Regions from separate parts of the Mus musculus genome. Here regions 2, 3 and 4 are each linked to region 1. A link is a contact called in public HiChIP or PLAC-seq and promoter capture Hi-C data. All regions are on one chromosome and are shown on one strand. The core of a region is the stretch at or near the end of the contact, and the rest is flanking DNA. Distances in the headings are between cores, read along the strand shown. Region 1 holds the start of Cyb5r3 (cytochrome b5 reductase 3). Region 2 holds the start of Srebf2 (sterol regulatory element binding factor 2). Region 3 holds the start of Snu13 (SNU13 homolog, small nuclear ribonucleoprotein (U4/U6.U5)). Region 4 holds the start of Polr3h (polymerase (RNA) III (DNA directed) polypeptide H).

Region 1 (2,700 bases), core at 56-2,555:
TGGTCAGAATGTCATTATGGGGTGTTGTCACTCTGGGGTTTGTTTTGTTTTTTTTTGCCTTGGGCCAGAATGCTCCTTAGATGGTCCATACTGGACTGGTCACTCTCGCAAGAGCAAATGCCATGGCAAGAAGGCTGTCTTCACTAGGAGCCCTGAATCTTGCAGAGAGGAGAGAGGGCACCCTCCAAGACAGGCGCTGGCCTATTCTTGTCATACCCAAAGAGCTGGACACCTCAAGGGTATGTTTGTGTAACTGAGACTGGTCACAGTTCACATGGATGCTCTTAAGAAATCAGGGAGGAGCTGGACGGTGGTGGCCCACACCTTTAATCTGGCACTGGAGAGGCAGAGGCAAGTGGATCTCTGTGAGTTTGAGGGCAGCCTGGTCTACAGTGCATTCCAGGGCTACATTGAGAAACCCTGTCTCAAAAAAGAAAAAAAAAAAGAAAAAAAAGGAAATGAGGAGAGTGAGCTCTAGGATTGTGGAAGGGGCCTTGGTCGATCCAGTAACAGTGAGAGAGCAGATTTATAGACGTTAGACGGTCCCAGCATCCTCAGTGCCCTGGGCTGATGGCCAAGTCTAAGTGACACTTCTTTAGTGACAGTGCAGCTCTGTGAGTAACAAGAATGGCCAGGGCTTTTCTAGGTGACAGCTGGAAAGATCCTGGCCAACTACTGCCTTGTTTATGGCAAGAAGATGCACCCAACCCCTGTAGGGACACCCTACACATTTCTCCCATACACACACGCACCCCAAAGTACTCTTCCTGCCAGCTCACTCGTGTCCACTATTCAGGCCTGCATGTCTTCACACCCACACTCTCATTTCTCACACACGCCGCTGTCGGTTCCTCCACGCACACACCAGTGCACCTACGGTTCACACTTCACGTTCCCATTTACAAAAACCCTCGCACCTTTCACATCCCCCACGGGCGCAGGCACTTCAACTTTCTCACACTCACAAGTCACGCCCACTCAGGCGGGCGCGCACGTCACTCATTCCCTATTCTCATTCGCGCACACCCAACAGGGTCCTCAATGTCCACCCCGCGCTCGGGGCTCCCCCTTGGCCTGAGGCCGGGCCAGAGTGGCGCGGCCACTAGCCAGGGCGTGAGTCACGGTCTGCAAGGGGCCGGGTGGGGCGCGGGGCTCGTGAACCGGTGCTGGGCGCCCCGGATCGTACGGTATCCCCACGGTGCAAGCCTGGGGACCCCAGACCCATGCCGCCTACCGTGCTCAGCTGGGCCCCCATGGTGGCGAAGAAGAGACGGTGGCCTCACGCACGGTTCTACACCCGCTACTCAGCCGGCCGCTCCCCCAACAACCCGCCTCGGTCTCAACACCTCGGAGGCGGGGACGCCCTGCGGAGCCAGTCAGGAGCGCGGAGGTGGGCGGATAGGGGGCGGAGACTCCCAGTGTCCCCGCCCACTTCCGCTTGTGAAGACGGGAGTGCGCGCTGAGTGGCTGACGGCGCTGCACGGAAGAGGCTCGGCGAGAGACTGGCTACTGTGGCGCCTCTGTGTGGCTTCGGGAGGTAGCTTGTGGCTTCTGGGCCTGTTTTGTCCTGGTGAAGAGAACAAGATGTCGCCCCCGTGATGGGCTCTCAAATCCTGAGCCTTCGGTCCTGGGAGCCTGCCGGAGCTGATTGTGCTGGCCAGGGCTCTACCCGCTCACGGGGCGTGTTGCCAACACCGCTGGCTACAGAGTTCAGGCTACAGCCCTGCCCTGCCCCATTTTCAAGCCTGCGAACCAGTCGTTCCTTCCTGAACAAATCTCCAAACGTACTGAGGCCAGTTCCGGATTAAAGTTCAGGTGTCACCTCTTTAGCTAGGCCAGCTCTGGCCCTGTGCTCCCTCCAAGGGACGCCACTAGTGCAGAACGGTCTTTGTAGCGCTTCAGTTATCCTGCCTGTTTATTCACGATGCTCTGCGCCCACGTACCCATTCCACTAGATGGTGGGGCTTCCCCAAGCCAGGAGTCTGCAGTCAGTTCTCTGTGTACCCGGACCTCAGAACAGAGCCTATCACATACTCTATAAACACTCGTATGTCCCTGGCATTCCGGAGTTTTCTTCAACCTGGTCCTGGCCAGATAGGGAATGGAAGACTGCTCTGAGAGCGGCAGAGTGAGGAAGAGACTTGCTGCCTAAAAATTGAGAACTATTAACCAAACTCTTCAATACCGGAACACTTGATGACCCAAGCGTTCAATACCGGAAGAGGCAGGTGGATCTGTGAGTGTTCCAGGCTACACGGTGAGACTGCTAGTTACTTTTCTGTTGCTGTGGTAAAACACCATGACCGAAGGCAACTTTAGGGAAGATGGAGTTTATTGTGTCTCACAGTTCCAGGAGGATAAGAGCCCATTATAGCTGGAAGGCATGGCCGGCCACAAGCAGCAGGAAAACCTGGCTCGGGGAGAAGGATGCTGAGAGATAACACTGTACCTTAAGTGGGAACCTGAGAGAGAGCTGGAAGTGGGGCCAGGCTATAGGCTCTCAAAGCCACCCCAGGCACATTTCTTCATCCAGCAAGACCACACACCTCCGTACCTCCCCACAAACCATCACAAATTGGGGACTAAACGTTCAAATACACGTGCCTATGAGGGCCATTTCTTATTCAAACCACCACAGAGACCCTGTCTCAAATAAATAAATAAGGAGCAATGGTCAGCACATCTGTGATTCCAGAATTT
Region 2 (2,700 bases), core at 155-2,654, 1.0 Mb before region 1:
ACCTAGAAACCCTGTCTCTTGCTCAGTTCTTTGCTATTTCTTGTCCCCCAGCAGAGGCGCCTCTCCCAGTAAATCTCTCCTGTGAGACTTGTTGTGATGTGACTTTGTGGGTATTCCCAGGCGCCTGATTGCCAGGATCTTTTTCCCTCTCAGAGCTGCAATACCTTCACTGGAGACCCTTTCCCCCTCAGAGCCTGCTGGAACACTTCATCCCAGAAGTTAAGAGCTGTTTGCTTGCCACGGAAATCAAATAAATGTGACAATGACAACTGTGGTCTTGTGCTGTTTTAAAGATGACAAACCAGGCTTATCAGCAAACAGTTGCTTAGCCAGCCCAGGAGCAGGAAGTGGCTTATTGGATATGCAGGTCTCCCCACAGAGCCTTCAGCTCTGACCCCCTAAGAACAACTGCCTCAGACTCACAAGAAGCTCTTCCTATGTATGCCATGAAAACCTTCTTCCTCTCAGTATACACTTAGGTCCTTTCTCAGATGTCCATTCCAGCATTTCTTTTTTTTAACGATGCCCTGATATTCTACTGTTTGGAGGTAATTTATGTACCTGATGCCTTACTGTGTTACTGTTTTCCCGTTAGAGAACTTTGTGATGAATGTCTTTGAATACATGTACTTAATAGCATTCCTCGGAACACTAATCTTTTTGTTTCTTCGGATAAGTTCTTGGAAGCGTGCACCTTTGTGTGCAGTGTGACCGACTACCTGTAAGATGATGCAGTGAGGTGACTGCAGGAGTGGGGCCTCACCTGGAGAGACCATTGAACAAATGACCTTGTCTGAAGGCCTTAGAATGATCGAGGTTTCCCAAAATTGAGGGCCAGTTGTAAAATGTTCACAATACTCAGGTGATCTCAAGACCCTGTTAAGTCTCGGATGGGATAAGTGTGACTTAGGGTCTGGATAGCCTATCCCAGAATGTTAGGGTACTATGATTCTACCCAGAGCTAGGGGGAGGGAAGAGGCAACTGGGGAGATGACGTAATGTGCTCCTAGAGTAAAGGGGGCGGTGGTAGAAGGTAGCGCCGGACAGCGGTGCGTTAACCCTTCTATTTCCGGGCTCTCGACAAAGTTGCTCCTGGAGCTGATCCAACGGAAAAGTAGCGGCTCCTTTAAGCCAGAAGAAGGCTGGGACGAGGACCCGGCGGCTACTCTCCGCTGGCGCTTGGATGCCGTGAGGGGCGGAGTCCCGCTATGCAAATCTGAGCTGCTGATCGATGACGCACCATCACCCCATGAGCCGCTTCGCGCGCCGATTGGCTAATGCAAGCCTGGTCCCATTGACAACAAACTTGGGGGTGCGGAGGCTCGGGGCGGGGCTGCAGTGGGCGCGGCCCGGGGCGGGGGAATTCTGCCCCGCCCCTTCCGTGGAGTCGGGGCGCAGCTCAAACATGGCGGCGGTTGGCACGGGGCGGTGAGGCGGTACCAGGTGGGGGCTGTCGGGTGTCATGGGCGGTGGCGGCGGTACCGCCTCCGCGTCTCCCTGAGCTGGACCTCACGGGGGACTCTGCGCCAAGCTGGGCGATGGATGAGAGCAGCGAGCTGGGCGTTCTGGAGACCATGGAGACCCTCACGGAGCTGGGCGATGAGCTGACTCTCGGGGACATCGACGGTGAGTGGCGGCGGCTGGGTGGGAGTGCGGGGGGCGCGCGGGGAGGAAGGGGTTACGGCGGCGCTCGCGGGTGCGCGTGCGCCCACCCCGCGATCGCCCCGGCGTGCGCGGGAAGGAACCCGCGGGGGCCGGGCTGCCCGGGAGGTTCCCAGTTCTTCTGGCTCCAGAGTCTGAGCCCGGGTCGTGACGCAGGGCTCCCGGTGGCTGAGGAGTCGTGGGCGCCGCGGGGCCCGAAGCGGGGCTGGGGGCGTCGCGAGTGCCGCCAGAGGAGAAAGCGAGGCGGCTGCCTCCCTCGCGCGCCCACACGCGCTCTGGTTTGTCCGGTCTTCGCCGGCGTCCCGCGTCGCACCTGTCACTCCCTGCCTGGCCACTGGAGCGGCTTCGGGATTTCCCGGACTGCGCTCCCGGGCTCGGCTCCCCCACGCCCCCGCTCTTTTCGGGATTGACTGACAGCCGGGTCTGCGGGCGCTCTGGAAAACTTTGGGCAACAGCTGCAAAAAGCAAGTTACTGATGGAGTGGACAGAGACCGCAGAGTGCGGCGGCCTTGGATGGAGACCCGGGCGCTCCTGCTGTCGCACTGCAAAGGGAGTTGAGCAGCAAGAATTTTGAGTTGTGGCCCCTCGGGTACAGACTAGGGAGCTGGTGGCCTTTGTTTCGGCGGCCTTAACAGCGAAGTGGAAGAACTGGTAGGAGCCCAGGGAACCTCTCTTAAAATTCTCTCACTTTTCAGCCACGGGAAGGAAGGTTTGGAGAGGGTCCCAGACTTGCCCGCGGTCATCATGCTGGTTAACAAAGCCCAGTTCTTTCTGTTTCTGAGCCACTATTAGTTTCTTTCCACTCCACCTTTAAGAAAAATAGGCTAGTAATTAAGTCATTCTCAGTAGTCAGGGCTCTTCTGAAGTTCTCAGTCCCAAATACTTTGCGTTAGTTCATTTATTCAATCCCGCTGAATTGGGTATCGCTCAGTTTTGCCGGAGGTGTCGTTTAAGGTCACTTACTTTAGAGAGTCCAGAACTCCTAGGCAGTGACTCAGTTTATGGAATGTTACTACACCTAGAATCTAGAACCTTGCA
Region 3 (2,700 bases), core at 185-2,684, 1.1 Mb before region 1:
GTTACTGCTCTGTTACTAGTCTATATTTCCTGGTTTTGTGTATTAGAGAAACGTTACTGCAAGCAGTACATCTGCTATGGCAGCAGCCTCCTGGTCTAATCAGGAGGATCCAAGAATGATGACTGACCAGCCTTGGTGTAGTGGCACACACCTGTAAGCCCAGCATTCTGGAGGCCGGCCAAGGCAGGGAGATCTCATGTCCAAAGCCAGAACTCGCCCGTCCTTAAGCGATGCATGTTTGTACTCCGCCTGCTACAAGCGACCCGTTGTCCCCACTTCCCAGCCTAGACAAACTGCTGCAGAGTTCACCAAGAGCACCGCACTTCAAAACTCTTCCCTGGTTCAACACTGGCTCAGCCACTCTCTCTCTCTCAAACTCTAGACTCGGTCAGTAGTTGCTAAACCTCAGGGGTGGGAGCACGAAAACAAAGCCGACCACCCAAGGGCTGGATGAAATCGCACCAGGCCTGAAAGGGCTCAGCCAAACGGAGCCCTGTACACCATCACAAAGTGGAGACGCTCAAACGCTATCATCCCACGTGGGGCTACCAGGACCACGGATTTCTGAAGGCGTCGGTCGCTCTCATGGTGGGAGCCTTTCCTGAGCTTCCTTCACATTCCATGTGACCCCAAATTTAAAAAAGGAGGCGAGGGTGGGGTGGTGGTGGTTACCTAGTCCGGAGGGCGCGATGGTACGCGCCTTTAATCCCAGCACTGGTGAGGCAGATCTCTTGAGAGCTCAAGGCCAGCTTAGTTTACAGAGTTCCAAGGCCAACCAGGGCTCCATGAGCCCCTAAAAACAAACTAAACCAAAAAGCGCCCCCGAATTCCCTAAGTCTTAGTTCCCGACAGACCCTGGCTGCGGACCCCACGGCGATCCCCTTCCTCAACCCCGGGAGTGGAGAAGACGTGGGTAGTGAGTGCCTCGCATCCCGGGATTTCACCTCATCCCCCAGTGTTTAAAAAGAAAAGAGAAAGAAAACGAGAAGGAGAACAGACGGGCTTCCACACGCGTTCACCATCCCACGTGGGGCGCTCATTTTCCCACGCTGCGCCATGCCTGTCCCCTCGCCGCGGCCTCTGGGCACGCCCACGGCTGCAAAGCCCACCGGGCCGCAGCGACCTGGGACCTCAGCTGCCCGGGATCTCCACTCCGCCGCCCCAGGAACGACCTCGCGGGCCGCCGGAGTTCCAGCCCCGGGCCTGGAGGTCGGCCATCTCGGGGCGGGCGACATGTCGCACGCGCTCCACCTCCCCCAAGACGCAGCGAACAGGGCCCGCGGCCCGCGCTCCCCGTGCTTGCGGCCCGCCGCGCTCACTCACCATGGCTGCGGTGCGCCGGTCTCGCCGCGACTCGACGACAGCCCAACTCAAGAGGGACTGAAACGCCGCGCAGGAAAAAGGAGCGGAAATCACTTCAGAAGCGGCAGGAAGCGGAAGTGACGCCACAGAGCGCGCGCAATGACGGCGTCCCGCCCCCTTCCCGGAAGAAGAGAGTGCTGAAGTCATCTTTGGATGTGGGAGATGCGTTTTTTCAGATTTTATTAGCGTTCTAGTTAGGATCGGCAAAAGATTGTGAATAAACCACTCGGGAAGTGGCACACTAGTACAACGGGTTGTGAGGGTTGCCATTTCATAACCAGGCTTTTTTTTTTTTTTCGAGACAGGGTTTCTCTGTGCAGCCCTGGCTGTCCTGGAACTCGCTTTGTAGACCAGGCTGCCCTCGAACTCAGAAATCCACCTGCCTCTGCCTCCCAAGTGCAGGGATTAAAGGCATGCGCCACCACGCCAGGCTTTTTTTTTTTTTTTTTTTTTTTTTTTTTTTCTGAGTACATAGTGTACCCTTTTCAAAACCATCCTCTCAGGCGGAGGTTGATTTCTACAATTAGCTGGAATAATGCAGTGGTTGTGAGTCTCTTGGGGAGTGTGTGTCAAAAGACCCTTTCCCAGGGGCCGCCGAAGACCATCGGAAGACACGATTCATAACAGTAGCAAGATTACAGTTATGAAGTAGCAACGAAAGTAATTTTATGGTTGGGGGTCACCACAACATGAACTGTATTAAAGAGCTGCAGCAATGGGTAGGTCAAGAGCCATTGGACTAGGGGGCTAGTTAGTGAATGACAGGGAGGTTGTGTTTGGAGTAATTATGTAGGACACCTGCTTCCTTCTTCTGAGCATCTTGCCCCTTTCTTAGTGATGCACCAAAACTTCGTTATGAAAGGATAAACTCAAGTCTAGCGCTCCCTCCCATGAGCTCTTCCGTGATCCTCGTGGCTTCTCAGTCTTTTCCAACATGATGCCAAACACATCTTGGGGCTATTTGGATCTAGCCCAGACCCCACCATTAGAGCCAATTTCAGCTCATTGTGTCACAACTGTAGAGCTGAGAACTGGGAGGACCTTTAAGAGCCTTACAAAATAGTTCCTCATTTTTACAGATGAGAACAAAGTGTAAAGAAGGGAAGCCTGCCCACTGTCAGGAATCAAACAGTGGCAAAGCTAAAACCGGACCTTGAGATTTTTAGCATTGGGGGTCAGGCAACCACATGGATTCAAACTGCCAACAGGAGGGAACATTTCTAGAGACTGGCGAGATGCCTCCCTGGTTCAGCACACTGGCTGCTCTTCTATAGGATATGGGTTCAATTCCCAACACCCACATGGCAACTGACAACACTTGTGACTCCAGTTACAGAA
Region 4 (2,700 bases), core at 197-2,696, 1.2 Mb before region 1:
TGGCTGTTTCCTCAGAAGTCACCCATCTCTTTCATCCCGGGTGACACTCCCCTGTTCCCCACTCTGTGAATGCCTGTCCTTCATGGCATTTACCCCAGCTCATTACAACAAGACATTCTCAAGCCAACTTCTTCTCACTAGGCTACAAGGGCAGAGCCTGTGTCTCCCATTGGAGAGAGTGAAAGTCCGAGAAGGCCCCTGTAGTCATAGAAAGGGAAACACAGTAACCAAATGAATACAAGAAAGGGGCTACTGAGCTGGCTCAGCCGGTACAGCTGCCTCCCTCTAAAGCTGAAAGCTGAGTTCAATTCTAGAGACCCGCACGCTTATCCTCTCACCTCTACTCTCACACTGTGGGCAACACAGATAACACAAACCGAGGCCCAGAGAGGGTGACTTGGCCAAGACAACACAGTAATTGAACGAGGAAACAGGCATATTCCAGTTTCTGTTTTACAAACCCATTTTGTACACACGCTCTCTCCGTTTTGTTTTCTGGCAATCCTGAGAACCGAACCAGTGACTCCGCGAATGTCAAGCAAATTCAAGCACTGTTCAGCATCCTGATGCTTTTTGTTTCTTTTGAGGCAGGGTTTCTCCGTTGTAGCCTTGGCTGTTCTAGCACTCCCTCTGTAGACCAGGCTGGCCTCGAATTCACAGAAATCCGCCTGCTTCTGCCTCCTGAGTTATGGGATTAAAGGCATGCGCTACCGCCAGCAGCTTCGGTGCTTTTAATTTGTCTGAGTCAAGGGCTAACTATATTGCCCACGCTGGCCTCGAACACAGGATCGTCAAAAAGCCTCAATAGCCAAGAAGCTCGGATTACGGGTGTGCACTACCTCGCCCGGCCCATTTACTCCCTTGTGTACACGTTGTCACCCAAGTCTGGTTTATAAGGATGCGAAGGAAAAAAACCCCGACATGAAGTTAAGTGTGCAAGGCCAAGGGTGAACCAGGCGATAGCCAGACTAGCAGTGGGACCGGTAGGGACACTGCCGGGCAGCCCGAGGGCCCAGTACCTTGTTGGCCAATTTCTTGTTCAGCTCCTCAGCAATGGAATCGTTGAGTTTCCGCTCAAACTGCCACGGGGGTATGCGCACGGTGTCCACCATCTCCACCAGCACGAACATCCTGCGCTAGGGCTCTGGAGACCGGAGAGGCTGCCAAGCACGGGGGCCTGCGAGCTGTGATGGGGTGGGGGGGACCCGAGCCTCCTCCGTCCCTTCTCAGCCTCTGACAAGCCAAACCTGCAGCCGAGCTGCGCGGGAGGGCCTGGGCTCCAATTCTGGAAGCTACGCTCGTCTCCCGGAGGAAACTGAGGCCCGCTCCCGCCAGCCTTGGAGGAGCGCCGGCTCCCCGTCCCCGGATGCCACCCTGGCCTCGTTCCGTCCGCACCACGCGCGGGAGCCACGCGCGTCCAGCAACGCTGCGCTTGCCAAACCAAATCAACTCAGCTTCCGGAAAACTGACCAATAAGAAGCATCTGCCCGCCCCTGCGGGTCGCAGAGCTTCGCGAGGCTCCCGTGAGGGGCGGGGCCGGAAGGTGGGCGGGGCCGCCAGCACTCTCCCGCAAGTGAGAGAAGAGGGGCGGGGTAGAGTGCCGAAAGGGCGGGGCCCCATCCTGAAGCAAGCCAACCCCGGGCCCCTGAGAGAGTCTGGTTGCTAGGCGACAAGTCTGCACTTCAAGCCTGATTGTCTTTCTTTTGCACAACAGCCAGATAGACCCTTTGAAAATACAAATTTAACACGTTCAAAATAGTCTTTACTCCAGACAAAGTACCCAAGAGAGTGGGCAGAAAAGGGTCGCCGGGCCTTCCTGGATGATGTCATTTTAAGTGGTGCATTTGATGGATATGCTCACCAAAGCTCAGCACACAAAGCTTAAACAGCTGAAACAGACTCACGCTTGTAATACCAGCGCAAGAGAGGGTGAGGCTGGACAATCACTGCAAGTTCAAGACCAGCCTGAGTTACCAAATGAGATCCTGTGGCCGGGCAGTGCTGGCGCACGCCTTTAATCCCAGCATTTGGGAGGCAGAGGCAGGCGAATTTCTGAATTCGAGGCCAGCTTGGTCTACAGAGTGAGTTCCAGGACAGCCAGGGCTACACAGAAAAACTCTGTCTCGAAAAACCAAAAAGAAACAAAAAACAAAAAACACAGATCAGCTACATAGTGAATTCAAGTCTAGCCTGAGGTACAAAAGACTTTTTGTTTGTTTGAGACTCTTTCTAAAAAGAAAAAGGGGGGTGCCTAACAATGATGGTGACACACGTCTTTAATCCTAGCACTTGGGAGGCAGAGGCAAACGGATCTCAGAGTTTGAGGCCAGCCCAGTCTACAGAGCAAGTTTCTGGACAACCAGGACTGAACAGAATAATCCTGTCTCAAAAAAACAAAATAGAAAAATTTTCTTGCTGCACACTTTTAATCCCAGCAGTTGGGAGGGGCAGAGACTGTCAAATTTCTGAGAGTTAAGACAAACCTGGTCTACCAAGAGAGTACAAGATAGTCAAGGCTATACAGAACACACTCCCTCCCCCACCCAAAAAAAAAATGAGGAGAAAAAAAATAAGGCATTTTGGGCTGGGCGTTGATGGCACACACCTTTCATCCAAACAATTAGAATGCAGAGGCAGGAGGATCTCTCTGAATTCGAATTTGAGGCCAGCCTGGTCTACAAAGCAAGCTGCAGGACAGAC

Evidence for each region. Promoter capture Hi-C pulls out the DNA fragments that hold promoters and counts their contacts. HiChIP or PLAC-seq counts read pairs in DNA pulled down with a chosen protein or histone mark. Capture Hi-C pulls out chosen DNA fragments and counts their contacts.
Region 2: a contact with region 1 is called in a promoter capture Hi-C map of embryonic stem cells, with 4 times the contacts expected there. The contact joins the promoter of Srebf2 here to the promoter of Cyb5r3 in region 1. A contact is called at or near these places in 2 of 39 promoter capture datasets (embryonic stem cells and pre-B cells), 1 of 484 Hi-C or Micro-C datasets (B cells) and 4 of 115 datasets of contacts at active chromatin or transcription factors (embryonic stem cells, extraembryonic endoderm stem cells, large pre-B cells and 1 more).
Region 3: an H3K27ac HiChIP or PLAC-seq map of large pre-B cells shows a contact between it and region 1, with 2.8 times the contacts expected there. The contact joins the promoter of Snu13 here to the promoter of Cyb5r3 in region 1. A contact is called at or near these places in 2 of 39 promoter capture datasets (liver and pre-B cells) and 1 of 115 datasets of contacts at active chromatin or transcription factors (large pre-B cells).
Region 4: a contact with region 1 is called in a promoter capture Hi-C map of liver, with 2.1 times the contacts expected there. The contact joins the promoter of Polr3h here to the promoter of Cyb5r3 in region 1. A contact is called at or near these places in 1 of 39 promoter capture datasets (pre-B cells) and 1 of 9 other capture datasets (liver).

What each region holds. Positions count from the first base shown.
Region 1 is chr15:83,170,878-83,173,577 of GRCm38.p6, forward strand. Cyb5r3 (cytochrome b5 reductase 3) reads right to left here and starts at 1,306. Exons shown (of 9, transcript NM_029787.3): 1 at 1,235-1,306. The coding sequence starts at 1,255.
Region 2 is chr15:82,145,865-82,148,564 of GRCm38.p6, forward strand. It overlaps Srebf2 (sterol regulatory element binding factor 2), which reads left to right and starts at 1,405. Exons shown (of 19, transcript NM_033218.1): 1 at 1,405-1,626. The coding sequence starts at 1,539.
Region 3 is chr15:82,046,164-82,048,863 of GRCm38.p6, forward strand. Snu13 (SNU13 homolog, small nuclear ribonucleoprotein (U4/U6.U5)) reads right to left here and starts at 1,435. Exons shown (of 3, transcript NM_011482.4): 1 at 1,324-1,435. The coding sequence starts at 1,326.
Region 4 is chr15:81,924,767-81,927,466 of GRCm38.p6, forward strand. It overlaps Polr3h (polymerase (RNA) III (DNA directed) polypeptide H), which reads right to left and starts at 1,447. Exons shown (of 6, transcript NM_030229.4): 1 at 1,020-1,447. The coding sequence starts at 1,130.